3 separate regions of the Hordeum vulgare genome follow, and regions 1 and 3 are each linked to region 2. The links are chromatin contacts, called in public Hi-C maps. All regions are on one chromosome and are shown on one strand. Each heading gives the region's core, a stretch centred on a gene start, on an enhancer-like site or on the middle of the called end of the contact. The rest is flanking DNA. Distances are from core to core; before and after follow the strand shown.

Region 1 (3,243 bases), core at 9-2,508, 240 kb after region 2:
AAAAACGTAAGAGAAAATATAACAGATAGATTATTTAACTCAATCTCAGAACGGAACTAGAAATAAATCTATTATAGTTTTATTTTTTTCCAAGGAGATAGGCCTCAGTTGACAGTTTGGCACAAGGTCCCGGATTTTGACGGCTCGGTCGTGCACAAATAACCCCACTCCCTCCTCCCCTGCGCCCGCTCGCGCACGCCGCCCTCCTTTTGGAAATGTTTATGTGTGTTTTACTTATTATTAAGAGGGTTTTTGGACATGTGTATGCGTGTTTTACTTATTAGTTATAGTACAACTACTTTGGTCATGAGGCAAAAAAAAGGTGAAGAACATTTCTGAAATTATTGGACTGGGAAAGGTAATGTAGTATCAGTGTACTACTTTTTTACCGACAAAGATCACATATAATGTATCATGTATTGCTTTTGTCTTCATTGTTGTTAGAGAAGATCACATATTAATTTTTGCTCACCTACTCCTGTTTCAGAGACAAGAGCAATAGAATATATATGACTCTGTTTATGCACAACTCTTCTCATCTATAAATAACTAGAGAAACGAACAAGTGCAGACAAACGTGTAGTTAGAAAGTCACCACCGACCAAGCAATTTTCCTGGTTTGCATTGCAAGAGAAACCAAAGACCTAGTACATCGGTTGGTTTAGGATATTATAAGTTGGGGAATGCGTGGGATCAGGAAACCGTCTGTTTGGATCCAGTTACAATATAGGACTGCCTTTCCAATTTTAGCAAATCATGATCAACTCATCGCATAAACAGAGTTACCCCGCTGCATTGTGTGTGATACCTCATCGACGTGTAATCCTTATGAATCATCTAGCTTTTCAGCGGTTGCGAGTGGCGGGCGTCATCAAGAAAGACCATAAGTCCTCCTCCGTACATGTAGCGCGGGTCCTTCCATCCTCCGCACTCAACGAACCCGACGAGCGCCATCTGAAAGAGCAGGCGCACGTACATATCATGCGTTTCGGTCTCTTCTGTCGGTGTGTCAAACACTCCTTGATGTGAACTTTCGAAGTTTTATATTTTCTGTACTATACATGCATAAATATCGTTGTGTACACATAAAAGAATTTGAGGTCACAAACCCTGATTACATGGTTGGTCGACATGTGTGGACTCCGGACTCCCCTCCTCTGGATCTCCGACTCTTTCACCATCAAGGAAAAAAGATACGATTTTCTCGTCTCATCCCAAAAGAAAAGGAAGATGCGATTTTTTGTCCACTGCTTACCAGAGACCACACACACAAATATTCTTCCCGTGCAAGAAGAAGGAATTCAGGGAGGGAAGCAATCCAGCAAGGAAACCAGCAGAGTCCCGGGCCGGCCGGATTCACTGCTCCAGAGTCCAGCCAGAGTTTGCGTTCCGGCCGGTAGGCAGAGGCCGCCTACTCCCCAACCAAACCGCTGCTACCGCTCCCCGCGGCCATAAATAACGGACCTCCCCTGCGCCCGCTCGCGCACGCCGTCCTCCTCCCTCCCTCCCTCCCTCCTTCCCGTCGCGCATCAATCAATCAACACAACCAATCTCGCCATCGACTAGTCCGTCAAGGTGAGAGCTTGCCAAGATTCGTCTGCTTCTTCTTCTTCTCCTTGATCGAGGGACTCACATTCTCTTCCGCAGCTTCGGGAGCCGACGCAAGAACCAGATGGGCATCCTGTCCCTCATCACCGGCAAGCCGGGCGCCAGCGGGTTCGGGTCGGGCTCCACGGCGGAGCAGGTCACCGAGGGCATCTGCGCCGCCGCCCTCACCGTCATCGTCACAGGTACCCACCCACCAGTCCCACCCCCACCCCCACCCCGACCCGGCCGGATTCCCCCTCTGCTAGCTCCTGCGCCGCCAGATCACCAATGGCGTTCGCAGTGCCACCTGTCGTGTCCACTCTCATCTTCTTGGCTGTGTGATGGGGGCGCCACCTTTTGGACGTTTTGGGCAGTCATACGCGGTGACAATCTCTTTCCTGTTTGGGGCGCACGCGCCCTGAATCTGACTGTTTGTTATGCGTCGCTGTCAGCACAAGAACAGCAGCGCTGCTACTATTATTATCTATCAATGTTCACATCAAACTATTTTGATCCCTAAACCCCGATGGTCTGCTAACTGTGTAGTACTAGTGAATCAAATTAGCTGGCTTTGTTCGTCGTGCAATGCTCGGATAGTCTCTGTGATGTTGTCGGTTAGATTTGTCTGCAACCTTTCTGAATTTTTTCTACAGGGAGTTGTTCTGCTCTCTTCTTGCGCTCCTAGACAAGCAGTTGGGAAGTGGGTTTACGACCGGGATTTTTTTTTGTTTTGGTGTATGTACTGAAGTACTAACTTCTGAACATGTGTTGTCGCAACTGTTTTTCGTACACAAGCACCACTACTTTGTGATGTACATCTCTTGGTTGTGATGATCTGTTCTTCAAAAAATTGCAAGGACGTTGTTTATTACTCCCTCCGTCCCAAAAAATTTGTCTTTGATTTGTCTAGATATAAACGTATCTAGACATCTATTAGTATTTAGATACATCCATTTCAAGACAAAGCTAAAACAAGAATTTTAGGACGGAGGGAGTACTATATTTCTCCAAAAAAATCTCCCTTTTATGCGGAGAAGGAGAGTATGCATGGAGCCTGGATTTCTGGGCCCTGTCTCTTTGGGGACTGTTTTGTGTGGCCTTCAATGGATCCTGAATTGGTTGGTGTTATCTGCCACTTCTCCTCTTGACTAGAACCAATCAAATATCCCTAGCTGCCCTTGTTGAGATGAATGTTTTGTTTTCATGGTAAACCACACCATGGATCCAAGCTTTCACTTGTCTTAACTCTTAAGTAGTAGTGCAGACAATTTCTGCACCTCCCACCCTGCTTGTCAGTATCATGACGTGACCAAATTTACGAATAGGGATTTGGAAGGAACATAGTATTTTTGTTATTTTTATCCATCTTTTATGTGCTCTATTTATTGCAAGAGTGACAAGGTCCTTTCAGTTAGATGGCAATCTTCTTCTATCCTTTTTAGTACACTACGGTTTTGAAGCTCCGATGTTTACTTGAAAAGTACTCCGCTGGTAGAAATTAGCAGAAACTGTCATTTTTGTCCCTTTTGCTAGTTGGTTGTTAGAAGACTACAGCAAGAGTGATTATATGATGCAGTGACAAGATCCTTTCAGTTTCAGTTAGATGACTGACAATCTTCTTCTATCCTTTTCATCGATTCTGAAGCTCCAATGTTT
Region 2 (3,212 bases), core at 166-2,665:
GCAGGCTAATATAAATACTCCAAGAATGAATAGGATTTATTTCGTACGTACATGTAGATGTGCCATACTACCTATGAGTCACTACATAACCTTTTTGGTCTGCACAAATATGTGGATCCAGTACTATCTGTCTTTGTTCTTCTCTTCGTAGCCCACCATAGTTTGTAGATGCATGCTCTTCGTAACCGTTTTAGAGGGTGCTTGGATCCAAAGGATTAAAACTAGTCTGACTAAAAGTAGTTTATTTAAGAGGCTAAAGTTTCAAGCATCACTGACTAAGGAGGGGCCAAAATTAGTCTTCAGATTAAAAAAAATTAGTTAGAGGTATCCCTATTAAAATGTGGATTAGTCCTCTCTCTCCTAATTTAACTCCTCTCCTTTAACACAGACGAGTTCTGAATTGAAGGGTTTAGAGAATAATAAATGATCATTAACTTGATTTTAGTCTCTTTAGTATTTGAATCCAAGCATGGACGAGGCTAGCAAGTTTTTTCAGAGTAGCAACCTTGTGACCACCTGATTGGTTTTTCTGCAATCAGTGCTACATAAATGATTCATGGGCTTGCCACATGCATGCATTCACCTCACCTCTCTTCCTGGATCGCAATCAATTATCAAATCAATCTGACCTAATTACGCAGACGCACACTAAATGCATGCATGATTAAGTTGCTGCAGAGACCATGATAATGGTCATCAATACTAAGCAATCAGTAGTTGAAAGAAAGTAGTTGATCGAGATGAAACTTGTACCGGTTAAATGAAAGAACATTAAACTCGGGGATCGATCTGATTTTTGCAGCCATTTAAGTGCCTATTTCCAAGATCTACCTAGCAAGGACAAAAACAGCCATGAGGGCAAGATGAGCATCAGCATCCATGCGTACGTAGGACGTTGCTTGCGCTGGAGTGAAGGTAATCGACCATCAAATGCGTGGCGTGGTGTGGCATGGCGGCGTGCATTCAATCCTCCGTCCATGGAGGATGGAGGATGGAGGATGGATATTATCCACGCACGTACTGCCCATCCCATGGCATCTCCAAGAAACCCAGTACTAGTATATCTATCTATCTGTGCACCCAAGTCACCTGCATCAGTGAGTGCCATATGTAATGTAATGCCTGTCTGAATTGAAGAGGTGAACTGAATTTTCAACAGAGATCAGTGGAGTGGCAGGGCCATCAGCACATCACATGCTTTGAATGGAAGGCCGGTGCACTCATGTACAGTACGTTGTTATAAACTTACAATTGCTCTGGCCTGCCACATCCAAGGGCTCATTGCTTATGGAAGCTCCCAGGTTGCATGGGTTGTTTTCACCCAAAGAAAAATACAGTATATGGGTTGTCGGCCAATTAAATGGCTCGTCGGAATTGTTGGGTGGAGCGAACAACAATCAGGACACGCACGAGAGGATGCGAGAGCGACCGGCGATGGCGCGAGCCGGGCAAGATTACAAGGAGACGCACGGCCCACACGGCCATCAAGCAACAGCGACCGCACCTGACCTGTCGTTGTCCCTTCTTATTTGTTAATTTTAAGTCGTTAAAAACATACACTCTCCTGTTTTTTATTGGTTGATTTTTTTATTTATGTCAAAAAATAAAAAAACGATGAAACACCGCGTCCAAGTGTTTCGCGATTATTTGGTTTTCGTGAAATGCCTTATATATCGGGACTGAGGGAGTACTAAGTTTGATTACGCTCTTGGTAGTTATACCTCGGCAAAACTCAGACCGGGCCAAAAAAAGCCCGTGGTACAAAACGCAGGCCCGAGCCCGGCCTGGCCCAACCGTTGGGCCTGGTTTTTGGGCCCAAGCCCGGCCCGAACCCGAGAAAGCCAGGCATGGCCCGATGTAGGCGTAAGCTTGGGTTTTTCTAGACCCGAGCCTCGCCCGATGAGCCCGACGGGCTCAAAATCTAGGCCTGAACCCGGCCCGTGGGCAAGGTCGGGTCGGGCCGGGTCGGACTTTTTTGGGTCGGGTCGGGTCGGGCCGTTGGGCCGGTTATTCCATGACCAGGTATATTTGTAGTATACCTGCTACTCTTGATTTGGGGCTTCTTTTGATCAAACGACTAGCGCATAATTCTTGAAGAATTTGGGCCCATATGGATTTTTCTATGCATAGTAGATCGCTTGATTCATAGAAATGGAATTCTTGGGACCTCTTTGGATCAAAGGAATTTCATATAAAAAATTGTATGATCTGATAAAAAATTGTATGATCTGACTCTGTAGGATCTTTTTCTCCAACTATATAACCATTTGGATCATAGGACCCGGGGTACTAAATTTCTTAGGATGTGTTAAGTTGGGGGCCAACTATCATGGAATGGAATGATTCCATCTCACAGGAATGGGTCGATTCTATTCCTGTGTTTGGTAGGAGCAAAAGAGTAGAACGGATCAGTATCGTTCCGGTGTTTGGTTGGAAGCACGTAATGAAAAATGGAACGACATAAAATTCAAAATTCCAATAGCATGTAGTTTGTATTTTGAAGAAAGACAACACAACAATAGATATTTACAAGTTTATAACACATAAATGACAACACATAACATAATTTTCAACAAGGTGCACATATAACAAGGTTCACATACGAAATTCCCAAAAGCATCAAAGTGCAATAGTCATACATGTCAAGTTCACATACGAAATCTCCAAAAGCAACCAAAGTGCACAACAGTCATGTGTCAAGTTCACATACTTATCGACCATACAACCATATCGAATTTAAAAGTTCTTCTTCACATACCTACTTATCCAAACAGACTTGTTGATTTGGGTTAGTTTCATGAAGGCTCTTGCTATCTTGGGATTGTCCACAAGATGAGCATAGTAGTGGGCTAGGTGCTCTTCATCAAAATCTGGCAATACAGAGACTACATCCCAAAGGTCATCATGTATGTCATCATCATCTCCACTAGACTTCGCAAGCGCTTTTGCCACAAGTTTGAACGCATCTTTGAGAGTGATTACTAGTGGATCATCAACAACGTTCTTTACCTTAGCCTTCTTTTTGGGTAGTGCTTTGGGGTTAGAAGACTCACCAACATTTGGTGACGTGTTAACCTGAGCATTCTCCTCGTCTTCGATATCAATAGAAAGAAGATCATTGCCAGACCTAGAACCCGACCCCTTAGCCCCGATTGTCCCATAAATGGAAGCCAAGGCATGATAGTGTTCAGTTGGGGTATTCAAGAAGGGGG
Region 3 (3,503 bases), core at 715-3,214, 140 kb before region 2:
AACAAAATTTTACTTATTCGAAACAATAATAACTTGTGTAAACAAATTGTTAAAAGTAGCAGATTTTAGAAAAGTTCAATTCAAAAGTTGCAAACAAAATTCTATTAACTGAAAAGGATTCAAAAATTTCAGAAAACAATGAAAGCACGAAATATGATGAAATACCATTTTGCTACTCTTTGCGACAAAGTGTGGCTCATTCGCACAACGCAAGCGACATAGCAAACAGGATAGGCCAGCCCAATTATGAGATAAACACATATGCTAATGTATCCATTTTTTCATGAATCTGTTTTCACTGGTGTTTGGTTTTCTGTTTATTTTTGTGCTTAGCTTTTCTTCAAATTTCTATGTTTCGTTAATTTCTTTTTTTCAAGTTGTTTTCCTATTTTCTTTTTTTCATAAATTTAATCCTTTAAAAATGTCAGGATTCCCAAATTTTGTTCACGTCTTGAAAGCAGAGATTGGAACTTTAAATTATTTTCTTGTAACATGTTAAAAACTCAGAAAAGTTCCCACCTCTTTAGAAAATGTGTGTGGTTTACAAATTGTTCGAGAATTTCAAAATAGTTCATGTTTTCCAAAATTGATAATTTTTATTTAAAGAAAAAGTTCACTACAGTACCCACTAGTTTTCAAAGTTATTCATGTTTTTCAAAAAATGTTCACATAACTGATAAATGTCCAAAGTTCAAGAAATATTTGGTGTTTTATATAAATCTTTCCTACATTACGTCCTATTCTGTAAATTTTGTTTGTGTTTCAAAAAAGGTCCGCGTTTAAAAACTGCTAAAAATTCGAAATTAAGTTGGAGATTTTCAAAAAATATTTGGTTTGTTTTTTTCACAATTTCTGCAAAACATTCACGTTTTAAAAAGTATTCACTATCTCAGAAAAAGTGTTTCAGTTTTGTTCACGAATCGGGCGCTGCTAATAGGCTTTTTAATAGGTTGTGCTGCCTAAATAATCACAAGTGCTTATTAGTCCTTGTGTTTATTAGCTTGCTCATTGTAGTAGGAGGTCCCGTGTTTGTATCCTTGCCTAGTAATATTATTTTTGCTTTATATTTCACTGAATGAACTGGTCATACAGGCATACATCATCCGCCAATGCGCCGGGCCATCATGGTGTACACATGCGGTGGGGGTGACATATATCTTAAAAAGACAATCCTACTCTTTATAGGAAGGTTAAACCGAAACAACAGTGTTACTCAACTTCATCGTAAAATGCGTGATTGACATACTCAACTGCAGTTCCAGGATGACTTGATTGAGCACATGTGGACTTACATTGACAACCAATATATGTGTCGGATCATTTACGTTTCATCTATTCAAGACAATTTCGATTGGGTTGTAAAACTATTTGATTATGTTTTTATTCAGACATGAAACTATTTTATTTGCAAAACTATTTGCAGTGTTTAATTTATTTGCTTATTTGCATAATCCTATGGCCTTTCTTCGGCTGTGGCGGACCAGATGGGGCAGCGCGTTGGGCGCTTCCGAGAAAACAGCAAGGCCTCGCCCCGTTGCTATACTCAAATGGACAAAATCCGAAAAACAGACGTTCGTTTGGAGTCGGACGTTGGAGTTGGCCTAATGAATGAAGTGATCAAATTGTTGATTTTTCTTAGTTTGCAACGGAACCTCGCCAAATATGAACATTGAGAAGATGATGACAATGGTACGTCAAGACTATTCATCGTCTTAGGAAAACTATGGAGGGTGTCCTATTTGTTCGCAGGCTCGTTCGGTTGTCCGAAATCCCACAAATTAACTAGACGCAAACTAGGGTGAGCTTTGTGGGCATCCGAACCACAATCACGTCCGCGTCTGGTACCCCGGTCCCTCCAGAATACAGCTCCCATGTCAATCCAGAGCGTCACATTCGTGCCTATCCAAATCAGACGCGATTGATCACTAGAGCCGGCATTATCAATGCCCTGAAAGAGAGCGCCGTCCGTGCCACTTTTCGGTCTCCACCCCTATGCAATACCGAAGGGATGTGGCTAGAAGGGACAGGACAACTTCACCATCGCTCAAACTGGTTGCATGTGTGGTTCGTCTACCGGCATTAAACAGACGCGATGATTAAGAAACCGACTCCGACGTTAATAACGCAGCTCGCCTTAAGGACTAGCCCGCGCTCCGTGATATTTATACATGACGACACTGCACCGCTCCATGCCTGCCTGCTTACATTGTTTCTCTATGCACTACCGCGTCCATGACCCCGAGCTCTAAAGCTGAAGCAAGAGTTGGCCGGCTGTCGTGCACGATGAAACGACCGGCTTGCCGGCTAGCTCACTGGAGGTGACCAAGAACGACCAGATGATATCATAGAGGTGGAGAGCGAGGAGGACCGGCTAGCTCATCGTGTACAACGTTGATCCGGCGTTTACTCCCGTGCCGGTCCATCCTTGATTCACTGCCCATATGAAATGCAGCACCAAGAGGATAATTAATAATATCGCATATAGTGTGCGAGCAATGCTTCAAGTTTTTTTCTCTATTCATCTATAGGTTCCTGGTTTTAATATCTGAAAGGCCAATCTTATTGGTGGAATTACTACTACGTTCATATAATTTTTTAACTGTGACAAGCTCCAGTGAGTAAACAGTATGGTTAATGTTCGTATGAACATGCATGTAAATTTATTTTTTAAATATGAAACCATTTTTCATGACAAATCCAATTGTACAATTAAAAGTGATGTTATGGTTTATAATATATTCATATCATGGTTATGAATTCATATATGTAAAATGTTTAGAAAGGATTTTCTTTTTTAAAAGTTATGAGCCATTCCAAATGATATAAGAAAAAGAAAGTGTACATCTTTCGTTGAAGAGAGAATCTTGTTTGCATTCATCGCTTCTCTCCTCTGTCACACTCTCACATAATATTAAAAAATGCAATTACGGACTCCTCCTTATTTGTACCGATGGATATTCATTTGACATTTTATACAAAGAAAAAGACGTGCCCGTAGCGCTTAATTTGTCATTTTCGACAATGATAGGCAGAAGAATACGAAATAGGTATGTGATAAGAGGGAATTTATGCCTGATGAACAGTATGCTACAATAGTGTAGTACAACCACATGCGAGTTCTGTTATATGTTTCCTAATTTTGCATTTGGAAAACTGCATGTTTATCCTATATATGTGTATGGATGAAGTGAATTGTTGACTTTTCTTAGTTTGGAACCAAACATCGCCAAATATGGACATTGAGAAGATGATGACAATGGTACGTCAAGACTATTCATCGACATATACATGGAAACGTATGGAGGGCGACTATTAATTAAAACGCCACAGACCGAGCTATTCGGACGTAGTTGTCATCCAACGTGGTGCCTTATTTGTCTGGGGCTCGTCCGATTGTCCGAAATTTTGCAAACCTAATGCAAACTACGGTGAGCTTTGAGGTCGTCCGAAACATTGCCACGCACGGTACCCCGGTCCCTCCCAAAAACACCTCCCATGACAGC

The links. Hi-C and Micro-C count contacts between places; a contact is called where the count stands out from the background.
Region 1: a contact with region 2 is called in a Hi-C map of leaf, with 3 times the contacts expected there. The contact joins the promoter of LOC123442711 here to the enhancer-like site in region 2. A contact is called at or near these places in 4 of 6 Hi-C or Micro-C datasets (leaf and seedling).
Region 3: a Hi-C map of leaf shows a contact between it and region 2, with 2.0 times the contacts expected there. The contact joins two enhancer-like sites. A contact is called at or near these places in 2 of 6 Hi-C or Micro-C datasets (leaf and seedling).

The regions. Positions count from the first base shown.
Region 1 is chr3H:25,811,724-25,814,966 of MorexV3_pseudomolecules_assembly, forward strand. LOC123442711 (short-chain dehydrogenase TIC 32 B, chloroplastic-like) reads left to right here and starts at 1,259. Exons shown (of 9, transcript XM_045118830.1): 1 at 1,259-1,575; 2 at 1,648-1,790. The coding sequence starts at 1,673.
Region 2 is chr3H:25,569,391-25,572,602 of MorexV3_pseudomolecules_assembly, forward strand. LOC123439377 (a long non-coding RNA gene) reads right to left here. Exons shown (of 3, transcript XR_006630077.1): 3 at 2,656-3,212. Among protein-coding and RNA genes, the nearest start is that of LOC123439377, 2.7 kb to the right of the region's middle. Within about 2 kb of position 1,416, at least 2 of the 3 cell types and tissues checked have open chromatin away from gene starts, as enhancers often do. A contact at or near this core is called in leaf, where this site is marked.
Region 3 is chr3H:25,426,342-25,429,844 of MorexV3_pseudomolecules_assembly, forward strand. No RefSeq gene overlaps it. Among protein-coding and RNA genes, the nearest start is that of LOC123439374, 5.3 kb to the right of the region's middle. Within about 2 kb of position 1,965, at least 1 of the 3 cell types and tissues checked has open chromatin away from gene starts, as enhancers often do. A contact at or near this core is called in leaf, where this site is marked.